3 separate regions of the Hordeum vulgare genome follow, and regions 1 and 3 are each linked to region 2. The links are chromatin contacts, called in public Hi-C maps. All regions are on one chromosome and are shown on one strand. The core of a region is the stretch at or near the end of the contact, and the rest is flanking DNA. Distances in the headings are between cores, read along the strand shown. Region 1 holds the start of LOC123425577 (40S ribosomal protein S4). Region 2 holds the start of LOC123407562 (BTB/POZ and MATH domain-containing protein 2-like). Region 3 holds the start of LOC123425604 (translocase of chloroplast 101, chloroplastic).

Region 1 (4,487 bases), core at 1,566-4,065, 190 kb after region 2:
CCGTGCGCCTCCTCGCCGTCGCCGACCGGGAGAGCAAGGTGACAGTCCTCCGCTTGGAATCGGTAGATTGTTTCGGTTGAATTTTTATAATCGGATGTGGTTCTTGCCGTTTTTGTCTTGGTCAGTTGGACCGACTGGTGGGGGAGATGCAGAGGCAGATGGAGCGGGTGGTGTGGGAAAACAGGGACCTGGAGCAGAGGTTGAGGGTGGCGCTCAAGGAGAAGGCGACCATGGAGGACATCCTCGACGAGATGGAGGAGGAGAACGAGGATGCCTTCGCCAGGATTGACCTTCTCGAGAGCCAGGTACGGGCAGAGCCGCATCCATCGATTCGCCAGGATCCGGGGATGCAGAGCAGAGCAGATCAATGGGTATGGTACACTAATTTCCTGCTCGGCCGGCATGCAGCTCAAGGCGCTCAAGAAGGAAAACATGCGGCTCAAGGAGCAGAGGGACAAGTCCGTGTGGGACAAGGCGGCCGCCACGGCCCCGACGGTGGCTGGAAGTGGCGGCGGCAAGAAGAAGGCTGACGAACAGAGGGCATGGGAAGGCAAAGAATAGGAAGAAGACGCTGCAGCTCACCAGGATCAGCCCGTCCTCTTCAGACCCGGCCACCTCGACACCTTCCCACCATCGGATGCGCAGGAAAGACTGTTGCGGGCGACGGCGCGGCGACGTAGCCTATTTAGCCTGGGCATGTCGCTAGCGGTGGGCGGGATCGCGTGGTCCGTGGACAAGCCGTGCCTGCCGCTCCTCGCGGGGCTCGTCGCCGTGGTGGCCATGTCAACGTGCAGCGTGTCGCGCCTCTTGCGCGTTCCCGCGGACCGCCGTGGCTTACCTCCGGCGTCCGCCGCTTTCGACGACGCCGTCGCGCTGCTGAGCCTCAACCGGTTCCTCCTGGGAGTGCTCACATACCCGATGCTCCCGGGCGTGGCGCGCGCCGTTGTCCCGCGCGCAGCTCGCCTCGCCGGGTATGCCATTGCGTGGGTCGCCGCGGCCCTCCCCGCTCCCGTGTGAGAGAAGTGGCATTTCTGAGTGCCATCTGTGTATCCGCATGTCTTGTTCTTGAGCTTGTGTGGGTGATGTAGCCTCTGTGTTTTCTTAAGTTATGCGAGTCGCTATAGTAAAAAGAAGCTTTATTCTCCTAAACTTGAGCATATAAAAAACATAGAATCTGACCACAAATATGTGTTTTGTTTTCAAATATCATGCGAAGATATTGTGGCTTTGAATATTACAATACATTGTGGCTTTCAATTAAGTTATCATGTTTTTTTCTCAATAACACGTTAACACTATAATGCTCTTATTAATTATAAGTGTTTGATACATTTTCCTTGGTGGATTTCAAGTACTCCTAAATTGCTTCCTTTAAAACATCTTTACCTATTATTAAATCAATTAGTATTTCTGTCATCCGTCATTAATATTGTTCTTCAATTTGGTGAAAATTATCCATCAATGCCATTAATAAATGGAAAATGATTTTATTTTTCCTTAAAGCGTCGCCGCTAACTTCTGGTTCATTAACCTTTATGCCCTTGGACTACACAAGGGCACTAGCTAGCCTCTTAGCTGCACCGTATCTACCTCATCATGGAGACCTGGGTTTGACCCCACGTCCTCTCCATTTTTTCTAGCCTTTTCTCAAACCTTAAATATTTTACAGATTAAAGTATTTTTTAAAATATTCATATCTTTCAAACCTCAGTTTCAAATTTAACATGTAATTTTTTTCATAGAGGCCATCTCGCAAAATTGTTGCTTAATTGTCACCTTAACCCATTGTCAATATCATCTATAAGTGATAAAAAAATATTCATGAATTTAAACATGTTCATGATTTTTAGAAAATCTTATGATTTCTAAATTGTTCATGATTTCACGAAATTAAGAGTGATAGTGTATCTCAGTGATGCAGTAAAATATGGTCATCTTCATTGAAAATTACGAAAAAAAATCCGTTGCAACGCACGGGCCTTTTGCTATATTAATAAAAGAAATAGGTATTCTTAGTCCACCATGCTATTTTATAGAAAACCCCTTGATGTTTTTAACATTAAACATGGAGTACATATTAAATATTATTTTAAATACTCATATCTTTTAAACCGTAACTCAAAATCTAACATGTTATATATGGATTTTGATTAGAAAAATATGTTGAATCTGAATATGATGTTATTTTACCTGTTAAACATTTAAAAATTAATATATAGGATGCAATCTTAATCAATAATGTATTATCCGTCTTTCTTTCATACCAATACTGATCTGGATTATGGATGAATATCTCAGCAAAATGAGGATTGGAGACGAAATTGAAGACCACTTGACCGTTTCTTTGTATGTATTAAATCTACATGCAAGCCGTGTTTAAATAAAAGACTCGTGGAATCTTAAACTGCATTTTTGTAGTCTAGCATCATCTTTGTTTGGGTCGTACGTACAAATACCTACATTATAGACCATTTTTATAAGTTAAAAGTGAGTCGTATTCTTTTTCCCGTTGCAACGCACGGGCCCTTTTGCTAGTATAAAATAAATTTCATACAGGGATGCTATGGCCGTTGTTGGCTATGGTCGAGAGCTACACGAAAGAAAAAAGCTATGGTCCAGAGCCCACCCTTTCTTCTTGAGATATGGCCCAGAGCCGCTAGGCCGTCTCTGACAGGGATGATATGGGCTTTTGTTCATTTCCAGAAGGGACGCTAGCTGCCCACAACCGTGTCAAGCCCAAGACCAGGCCGAAAGCCCACACAGCCGAACGGGGGCACTAAAACCCTACCCCTCGCAGTATATATATACGCTCTCTCGCCCCATCGCTTCGTCCTCATTCTTTGTCATCCCGGCGGCGGCGCGTAGCAGAGGAGAAGGAGCAGGCGGCGGGGGTGCCCGAAGAGGAGAAGCACGGCGACCTAGCCCGAGCTCGCAACCATGGTGAGCGACGCCCTTCCCCCCCTCCCCCATCCCTCCGCGTGCTTGATTACGCCTCTGTCGTAGATCCGATCCGTAGCCGCCGCCGTCCGAATGTGTAGCGCCGCCGCTGTGCTGCTTCAGAGACCCTCGATTCTGGCGTTGAGGTCATTCGGTGGCTTGTGCTCTTGTCGGCTCCGTAGATTTGTTCGTGTTTCGCCTAGGGTTTCCTTCTGCCGATGGGTTGCATTGTTTTCTGTTAGCGGGTTCCTCGCACTTCGTCCGATAGATTAGCCCTTTGATTCATGTAGCACTGCTTTAGTTCATGTTCTGGAGGCAGCTACAGGAGTGGCTTTGAAAGTTTTAGCCGCCCGATTTGACGAGATTTTCACTTCTGGAGTCGTAGATTGTAGATCAGTTTCGTGTGTTGTCTATATGGTTTCCAAAGTACAGTTCCTGCTTAGCGAATGGTTTATGCCCAATCTTTGATCGTTCTTGCTAGGGGAAAGCTATGATAGATCAATTTGCAGAGCGTCACCACTTTCGAAAGTTGCATGCCCGACTGATTAATCAGTTGATTATATACCATCAGTTGAAGATCGTAATTTCTGTTGATGTCTGTTAGTGTTCACACAAGTAAAGTGATTTCAATGTTAAAATTACTAACCTGCTAAGTTGATAAGTATTCTTAATTAGGGCATGTATTTCCCGTCAACAATTGAAGATAACTCCTGTAACCTTAACCATTTTTGTTATGTCAATGATCTAATGTAGCAACTGTGCTCATTTGCTGTTCTTGTTTTGAAACGATAGTAATTTGCCTCCTTGTTTATCTGTCTACAGGCTAGGGGTTTGAAGAAGCATCTGAAGAGGCTCAATGCCCCGTCTCATTGGATGCTTGACAAGCTTGGTGGAGCTTTTGTAAGTGCATCGGTTCTTCTAGCCTGTGCATCTTCTGCCAGTTAAGATGCTTGTGTTCAGTGTTCTGATGTTTGATTTGTGTTTTGATTTCAGGCCCCCAAGCCATCATCTGGTCCTCACAAGGCCAGGGAATGCCTGCCTCTGATCCTCATCCTGAGGAACAGACTGAAATATGCTCTCACGTACCGTGAAGTGCAATCTATCCTTATGCAGCGTCATATTATGGTTGATGGAAAGGTCCGCACTGACAAGACCTACCCTGCTGGTTTCATGGGTATGCTCTAATCTTCTAGTACTAAAATGTGTTTGCATCTTTATCTGAGTTGACATTGTGCATATATTCTTGAACATCATTTGTTTGCTGATACATACTTTCATATTGTCTACCAGACATTATTTCTATTCCCAAGACTGGTGAGAACTACAGGCTTCTGTATGACACCAAGGGCCGCTTCCGCCTTCACTCTGTCAGGGATGAGGATGCTAAGGTTAGCCCTATCCTTATCCATTATCCTGCTGTTCTTCCATTATGCTGATTCCTTCGGTTTCTAGAACTGCTTATATATTGCATATGGGCAAGCATTGATATCCTCTTGCAATACATACCTTGCTGTTTCTCATGTCACTTGCCTGGCATTGTACTACTGTTG
Region 2 (3,993 bases), core at 1,083-3,582:
TAAACAAAATAAATACAGTATAAAATTAAAATGACAGCTACAAACACGCGCGAGTACAAAGCATGACACCTCTTGACAAGACAACAATTTGAATCCTGTCTCCATTTTTTTTTCACATTTTAGAAGAACAAAATCTTTGAAAAGATGCCGGATACCTTAGCGCATACCACTCACGATTCCAAAATACCACACTAGAGCTATGTTCTAAAAACTGAACTATATACACTCACAGATGTATCTCACTACATTATACCCAAATTCTCCTGAGCTCAGCAGTAGTCGATAGTAATTTCAGAACCAGCAGCTCATAACCATCAGTGAACATGGCCTCCCTGAAGTTTCCCTCCACAACAAAGAAGTCAATGCACTTGTTCTTCAACTCCTAACACTTGTAAGTTTCAGCCTAAGATTGTTTCAACTGTATCTACATAACTTCTGGGCACAAATAATCTTCAGTCGGTCCAGTGCATACCGATGAGCCTCAGCGAGTAGATCCTGAAACATCTCAGCGGAAGAGTCCTCAAGCTCGTTTTCTCCGAGAAATCCATCTGTTTAAATGAACCTAAGCATAATGTTGCAGGTTTGATGTCGTGTAGCCTGATGGATGATGTATTGACCATATAGTACCATGGAGTTAACATGACATATAACGAGAGAGTTATGCAACAACATAGCAAAACTGAATACATTAAAAGGTTTCGTGACACCACATGTACAAAAGAACAAAGAGAAAAACAGAGAAATGAGTTGGTAATTTGGCAATCATATGATTTATCGGTATTAATACTCGATAGCAACTAAGACCAAAACTTCAGGAATAAGATTCTACAATTTCTAGCTTCCAGGCTCCCTCCTCAGCAAATATAGATTATATGCTTCACAAGGTGTCAGATACCACTCACCAAATCCAAAACACCAAATAAGACTATTCTTGAACGCCTGAAGCATAAACATGTTTATGCTCTAACCCTCTTTTTGAGTTCAGCAGTAATCAACGGGAATTTTAGAACCAACAATGCATAACCATCAGTGAACATGGCCTCCTTAAAATTTCCTTCCACTGTGAAGAAGTCAATGCAGCTATTCTTCAACTCCTGGCAGTTATAGGTTTCGGCACAAGCTAACATGGTTGCAACTGTGTCTACTGAAACTGCGTTCCATAACTTTTGGGCACAAATAACCTTGAGCCTATCAAGTGCATATAGATCAGCCGCAGCGAGTAGATCCTGGAGCATCTCGGTGGAATAGTCGTTGGACTCGTCTTGTCCGGGTAATTCATCCATGTATATAAATCCAAGCATAACTTTGAAAGTTGCAGGCGTGATGTCGTGCAACCTGATGGATGACATGGTAGCCTCGGACATGGAACCGAAGAGCTGTGCTCTAAAGACCGGTGAGCGAGCAGCAAGCACCGCGCGGTGAGCGAGGAAAGTATCGTCGCCGACGATGAATGAAACGTCTGTCCCGTCGGCATGATCAAGCAGGCGGCCAAGATGAGTCCCGATATCTGAAGGCGGGACGGGAATAGCAGGTTTGTCGTCAATGAGTATGATGGCGCATACGAACGTGACGCGCCTCTCTGCTAAGAAAATTTTCTCCAGGATGGCTGCCTTGACGAACCGATTCCATCCCCAGGAATCACGGCGGCCTTTATCTCCGTTGGTTTCAAAGGTTTGAAATGTCCTCTGCAGTATGTCCGGCGCAGATGGATTGCCGTCGCTGCCAATGACGAAGGCCTCGATGACGGCCCTGACGCTTGTGGTTTTGCTCATGTGCCTGAAGAAGATGGAAACATACTCGCCCTTGTCGGCCTCGCTCTGGCCGCGCGGGAAGAACTCGATCCTCCAGTGGTGCCCCCCGGCGGAGACGACGTCGGAGTGGATGGCCTTGCCGATGGGAAGCTTCTTGCTTTGCTCGTGGTCTACTATGAACCGGAAGGCCGAAGAGCCCACGGTGGTGATCCTCGCCGTCGGCTCTGCCATCTCGCTAGCTCGCTGGACAAATATTAAGCTCTAGTAAACAGATTGAGCACACGCCAGACGGCCGGAGGCTGGAGGGACCAAAGAAGAACACAAGAGGTGGGTGAAGAGGTGGACACTTACTGGCTTGCTCTCCAGCCGCCGGAGGTTGGCCTACTGGCGGCGGCGATCTGTTGGAGCCGAGGCTGCTCTTGGTAGCCTGCCCTCTTGGCCGCCGGCGCTTGCGAGTCCACGCTAAATTTGACCGAGGGAGCAAAAGAACCGGCCGGCGGCTTTGTTCGTGCAGGCTTCTAACCACCAACTGTACCAACGACTTTTCCATGTTTGAATAATAGTAGTATGCAATTTTATCGCCAGTTTCCTCCAGGCCCCGCCATCTATTATATGACTATATGCTCCTTGGTTCGCTTTCTCTAGTCTGCTCGGGAGACCAACACCTCACGTTCCAGCATCCGCATCCCTAACTTTACATCTCAGTTATCTGATAACATCCTCCACCTCACCTCACTTCACCTATCGCTATCAGGCCTCAGTAGCTAAGAAGAAGATCCTGCAATCTCGGTCTCCGAGCTCTGCTTAATAAAGACGCCAAGTACCACCCACCGTACTTCAAAACACCATGGCCCTGTTTGGATCTATAGCCTAAAGTTAATTTGATCTAAGTTTGTGTTCAACTAGCCCTAAAGTATTCAAACACAAGGATTAGATTGGAGCTAGTTACATCTAATCCACCTAAAAAAAATTATCACACCCAAGAGGTGTTAATTGGAGCTAGTTCTCGTAAGGTTCATTAAAAAAAAAATTCTCTCTCTCCCACCACCCAAGAGATGCTAATTGGAGCTACTTCTCATGATGCCCATTAAAAAAACACTTTCTCTTTCCATAAAGTGCATCTGTTGTCAATCTAACCCTTCCATCCAAACACCTATTTGGCTAGAGTTAGTTTAGGGTTAGTCATGAGCTAAAAACTAACTCTAACCACTAGCTAAGCTAGAGTATCCAAACAGGGCCCATGCTAAAACTATGCTTGAACGCCTGCACTATACACATGGAGATGTATTTCACTACGTTATCTCCTAAATCCTCTTTTTTAACTCAACAATAATCTCTGGGAATTTCAGAACCATCAACGCATAACCATCAGTGAACATGGCCTTCTTGAAATTTTCCTCCACTACGAAGAAGTCAATGCACTTGTTCTTCAACCCCGGCCAGTTGTAGGTTTCGGCGCAAGCTAAGAGCATCTCCAACAGACGCGCTTCGACCGGTGCTCAAAAAACTTATATACAGTACGTGGTTAGCTTTTTTTAGGGCGCCGGCTTCAGCGGTCGCAGCATATTTAGTACGCGTGCGGCGCTCCAGTAGCCGCTGTAAATTTAGCACGCATGTGGCGCTCCAACACCCAAAACTTGTCCAACACGCATATAGTTCATTGTTGTCATATAGATAAAAATATATAGATAATAAAACATAGATAATATATTACATATAGATAAAACTAGTTCAACACAAAGATAATAAAACAAGTTCAGCACATAGATATTAAAACTAGCATATATAGATATAAAACGACTCCGAGTCGTCACTGTTGGTGCTGTCGGAGGTAGATAGAAACGTGTCCTCCCAACGTTCATCGTTGGACGTGAAGATAGACGGCAAACCGCTTTTGACGGCCCCGCACTGCGATATGGCGAGTAACTTGCGCCGACGCCTGTCCAGCCGCTCCGCGTGACGCCTTGTCGTCCTCTCCGTCCAGTAGGCGTTCTCATTGGCGACGTCCTCTGGGTGGCGCCGGCGACACTCCGTCATGGCTCGCTCGTCCTCCTCGGCGACGAGGAGCCGGCGCTGCTGCCGACGGTGCTCCTGACGGTCTTTCTCCGTGATCAGACGAGGGGGAGGGACGAGGTTCTGCGTCTGCTCGCGCGTGTAGATCTCGTGGAAGTTCATCTACGCGTGAGGCCGCTCTACTCGCCACGCCGCCGCGTCGTACGCGCGGGTGGCCTCGTGCGCGGTC
Region 3 (4,532 bases), core at 1,135-3,634, 210 kb before region 2:
ACTTATGCAACTAGTCAACACACGTGACTTGGCTAGCAACACCCGCACGCTCAGTAGCGTAGGCAGACAGACTTCCCAGAAAAGGAAAGAACAAGGCTCCCATACCATCCATCCTTGTATAGTTTCAAAAATTAAAATCATGATAGACAACTTAGATCCCACAAAAACTTTTTGACATTGTAGGTAACTTAGGTCCCTTGATGGACAAATTCCATAGTATTTTAGGCAATTGAGGATCACACGTAGGGAAATTCGTAGCAATACACGCAACTTGGTTTCTAAGGCAGACAACTTAGAAGCCATGTTAGGAAACTTTCTACTCTACGATAAACAACTTTCACATCACCGTAGACAACTAAACTATCTACAACTTAGTTTTTGATGTATGCAACTTAGCAACCATGTTAACCATCTATTAGACTACTGCACACAACTATTAGTAGCCCAGTAGGTGAATTCACTAAGGCATTCATCTACCATCAAAATTGCTCCTCTTTAACACTAAAGTTGCCTAATCTAGCATCAAAGTTTCCTTTGAAAAAAACATGCAAAACATATTTATATGTGATCTTGTTTTAAAGAGTTCGTCATGAGGAACCCAGCAGTAAAAATGGATCATAATTTCGACACACGATTTAAAAGTTATAGCTTTCAAAAAAATCATACCGGAGTTAATGCATGTTACGTCATGAGTTCACATGATTGCCTATGGATGATACTCAGTTGCCTAAATACAACGAAAATTTGTCCCACGTGGTTTTTATGTTGTCTATAATATACTTTCCAGGTAAATTCATTAGTACACATGATGCAATGAAAGTTGCTTATATTTAACACTAAAATTGCCTCAACTAGAACAAAAATTGCTTTAAAAAATCATTGAAATATATCCATATGTGATATAGTTTTAAAGATCTTGTCGCGAGAAACCTAACGGTAAAAACGGATCTTCGTTTCCACGCTCGGTTCAAAAGTTATAGCTTCTTGAAAAGAAATACTACGGAATAAAATGAGATGACATCAACACATGCATCGAGGGAATGGAATAAGATCGAGTGACTTCACTTGGTGAAGTCACGCTGCAACTTTAGCCCTCTAATTTCCATCCAAAACATATCCAACGATGTATATGAAACATAGGCAAAAACTTCAACATTTGACAGCAAACAACGTAGAGTCAATGCACTTTGATTCTGTTTGATTTGAATGGATTGTAACCAAAAAAAATAAAGAGACGAGAATACTCATGAGCAAACTATAACAACAAAAAATGAACAGATAATATAGTAGCATATTATGCAATCAAAATTGAACACTCCAATTGCATTTGCAAATCCAGTAGCATTTGACATTAAAAAGTTGTAGCACATAACATTCAAATGCTACAACAAAAAATGCCAATATTAAGTAATCAATCAAGTACACAAAAGAAGACCATTTAACTTGTACACTTTGACCAAAAAAGACTGGCTAACACCCAAAATACTGTAATTAGATGTGTCCAAAATACCATCTAACAACTTTAAAGATACTAGATCAGTCATCATAAAGATATCATCGTTAACTCGTGAAGTTGTCAAGAGATCGTAAAAAGCTACGACGCCTCCTCTCCTCCCGCGGCGGCCGCCCCTCCTCTCCCCAACGACGATGTGACCTGCACTTCCCTTCCTCCAGCGGCGGCCACCCCTCCTCTCCCCGAGCGACGGTGCGATCCGCCCCTCCTCTTCCCTAGCGACGACACGACCTGCCCCCAGGGACGGAGCGACATCTGCATCTACCCTGTTGCACCCTTGCTAGTTTAGCCTGATGCACTTATACACATGCTTGATCCAAGTGCTAAACTACTTGTAAAAAGCTGCTTGACCCTGTTGCCCATGCAACAGGGTAGCTCCATGCAGCTCCGCCCCTGCCTGCCCCTCCTCTCCTCCAGCGGCGGCCGCCCCTCCTCTCCGACTGGTTGGCGGCGCGGGAGTGTTCCGGACGTGCTCGCGAATCCCAAATTTCGTGCCCGCCCTTTTCTAGACAGTTAAATGCTAAAGTTTTTGCCTTATCTCATATACATCGTTGGATAAGTTTTGGATGAATATTAGAGGGCTGTAAAGGGCTAATGCTGCAGCGTGAAGTCAGTGGATCTGAGGGAATCCTTAGTGACCATACATCTCAGGTACATCGCGAGATGAAATGACATCTTTTTGTTAGTAGTTTGTCGTGAACGGACGGCTCACGCGCGAGCCCTCAACGAGATGAAATAGTGCAACTGTATTTTAAGTAGTAATAAAAGTCCATAAAAATAAACGCCTTATCACCATCGCCCCAAATCTGCCCATTGCTTGCTTCCTCATCTCACCCCTGGACCCTGGCTGGCTGCCATCTCGTCCCAGAATTACACGCCAAACCAGACCCAAATCGAATTGAGCTATATATACTCACGAGATAAATCGAGTAGCCTAACCTAAAACCCTCACCTTATCCTCTCCTCCCCTCTCCCCTCCCATCCCCTCCATCTCCTCCGACGACGGAATCCGACGACTTCTGCTGCTGTTTTGCTTGTGGGCGGAGCAAGAGGCGGCAGCATGGCGACCACCGACGCCCGAGCCGCGCCCGTGGCCGACGAACGGCCTCCGGCGGCTGATGCGGACGAGGTTGCGGCGGCGGAGGGGACCAAGAGTGCCGGGGCGGCGCCGGAGGAGGTGGGTGGAGTAGGGGAGGGCGAGGAGGTGAGATTTGAGGGGAAAGACCGTAGCTTTACTGGTTCGGAGGCCAACAACGGCGGGGCCGAGGAGGCGGAGGACGGTGGGGAGGTGGAACCAGCGGTACGAGATGGGAAAGATGCAAGCGAGGGGGAGGGAGAAGGGAAGGAGGAGGCGGCGGCTGCGGCCAAGGAGCAGGAGGAAGGTGACCGAGGATTGACGGTGGAAGATGTGAAGGCTGCGTTGTTGGTGCAGGCGCCTGTTGCAGTGAAGCCTGAATCCGACAATGGTGAATTGGGCGAGGGGGCTGCTTCCCTGCCATCCCCTGATGCGCCGGTAGGTGAGGAGAAGCCTGAATTGACCGGCGAACCAGAGGAAAGTGCCACTTTGGAGGTGAAGGAAGTGAGCAACGTGGCAGTCGATGCTGAATTGTCCGAGGAGAAACCAGAGGCTGAGAAGCTTGCAGAGGTGGCCACTGGAGGCGAAGATGATGGTGAGTTTGACAGCGAGAAGGCGGTTACGGCCTCCACCAGGAGCATGGAGGCGGCGGAGCCGGAGGATAAGGTGGCTCCTACAGCTGAAGCCAATGGCAATTTGGGTGGTGAGGCTGAAGAGCCTGCTGAGATGGTGGCGGTGGGAGGTGAAGAGGCTAAAGAAGCATCATTGGAGAATGAGGCTGATGTGGAAGACAAGCCTGCAAAGCAGGAGCCTGAAAGTGATGCGAGTCCAGTGGTAAGTGGGCTTCTTCATCATCAATCAATTTTTTTTTGTTGATGGTATTGATACTGGTAGGATTTTTGTATGAACAATTCAAATGACCCAATCCAGGTTACTGACGGCGGTAACCGTGTTGATGTTGAAGACGAGGCGGTGAAGCCCGAGCCTGAGAGCACTGCAAGTCCAGTAGTAAGTGGACATATTCGTTCTAGTTCTGTTACTAGTTGTGTTGACACCATTAGAGGATGTGAACAACTCAAATGCCATTAACCAGGTTGTTGATAACGGTACCGTGGAGAACCATGCCAATGTGGAAGAGGAGGCTGCAAAGCCTGATCTGGTGAATGATGCAAGCCCAGTTCAGAACCATGCTAATGTGGAAGACGAGGCTGCAAAGCCTGATCCGGTGAACGATGCAAGCCCAGTGGTAAGTGGACATGCCCAATATAATTTCGTTGCTACTACCTACTACTAGTGTTGACACTATTGGGGTTTAAACAAATCAAATGATCCAAACCAGGTTATTGACAATGGTAGCTTGGATTACCAGGCTAATGAGAAAGATGAGGCGGCAAAGCCTGAGCCAGAAAACGATGCAAGTCCTGAGGTAAGTGGGCATGTTCTATCTAATTCCTTTGCTAGTAATGTTAACATTAATGTGGATTTGGGATATAAAGAATTCGAATGATCCATACCAGGTTATCAATGACATTAGCTCGGAGAGTTTGGTGAAGCTTGCTCCTTCAAGCGCAGACATTCCGCTTACTGAAAGCAATGAGAAGGCACAAAATGCAGAGGACCAGGTGGTTGCTAGTGGAAGTGTGGAAAATGTTGGTGTTGAGAAGCCTACAGAGGTTGAGAGTGTTGTTGCTGGTGGCGATGATGTTATCTTGTCTCGGGAGTTGGCTCCAGAACCTGTCAAGGAAAACAATGATTATGTCGATGAGAATGAACCTGCTGCAGAGGTGATTAGCCACAAAGAAGAGGCTGGTGATGATGAGATAGTTATGGTTGCAGCTGCTGATGACCAGAAAACTGTAGATGCAGCTGATGAGGAAGACACAGGTGGTGAGGAGAATGATGGTGCAGAAGATGTTGCTGACCATGAAGTAGAGGCTGTTGATG

The links. A called contact is a pair of places that touch in the nucleus more often than the background predicts.
Region 1: a contact with region 2 is called in a Hi-C map of leaf, with 4 times the contacts expected there. The contact joins the promoter of LOC123425577 here to the promoter of LOC123407562 in region 2. A contact is called at or near these places in 4 of 6 Hi-C or Micro-C datasets (leaf and seedling) and 1 of 1 datasets of contacts at active chromatin or transcription factors (embryo).
Region 3: a contact with region 2 is called in a Hi-C map of leaf, with 6 times the contacts expected there. The contact joins the promoter of LOC123425604 here to the promoter of LOC123407562 in region 2. A contact is called at or near these places in 5 of 6 Hi-C or Micro-C datasets (leaf and seedling) and 1 of 1 datasets of contacts at active chromatin or transcription factors (embryo).

Annotation. Positions count from the first base shown.
Region 1 is chr1H:85,710,165-85,714,651 of MorexV3_pseudomolecules_assembly, reverse strand. LOC123425577 (40S ribosomal protein S4) reads left to right here and starts at 2,815. Exons shown (of 5, transcript XM_045109271.1): 1 at 2,815-2,940; 2 at 3,760-3,837; 3 at 3,931-4,111; 4 at 4,228-4,325. The coding sequence starts at 2,938. It also overlaps the pseudogene LOC123407540.
Region 2 is chr1H:85,901,373-85,905,365 of MorexV3_pseudomolecules_assembly, reverse strand. It overlaps LOC123407562 (BTB/POZ and MATH domain-containing protein 2-like), which reads right to left and starts at 2,332. Exons shown (of 2, transcript XM_045100728.1): 1 at 2,103-2,332; 2 at 659-1,994. The coding sequence starts at 1,982. The coding sequence ends at 957.
Region 3 is chr1H:86,107,935-86,112,466 of MorexV3_pseudomolecules_assembly, reverse strand. LOC123425604 (translocase of chloroplast 101, chloroplastic) reads left to right here and starts at 2,384. Exons shown (of 5, transcript XM_045109307.1): 1 at 2,384-3,422; 2 at 3,519-3,596; 3 at 3,682-3,834; 4 at 3,958-4,014; 5 at 4,106-4,532. The coding sequence starts at 2,574.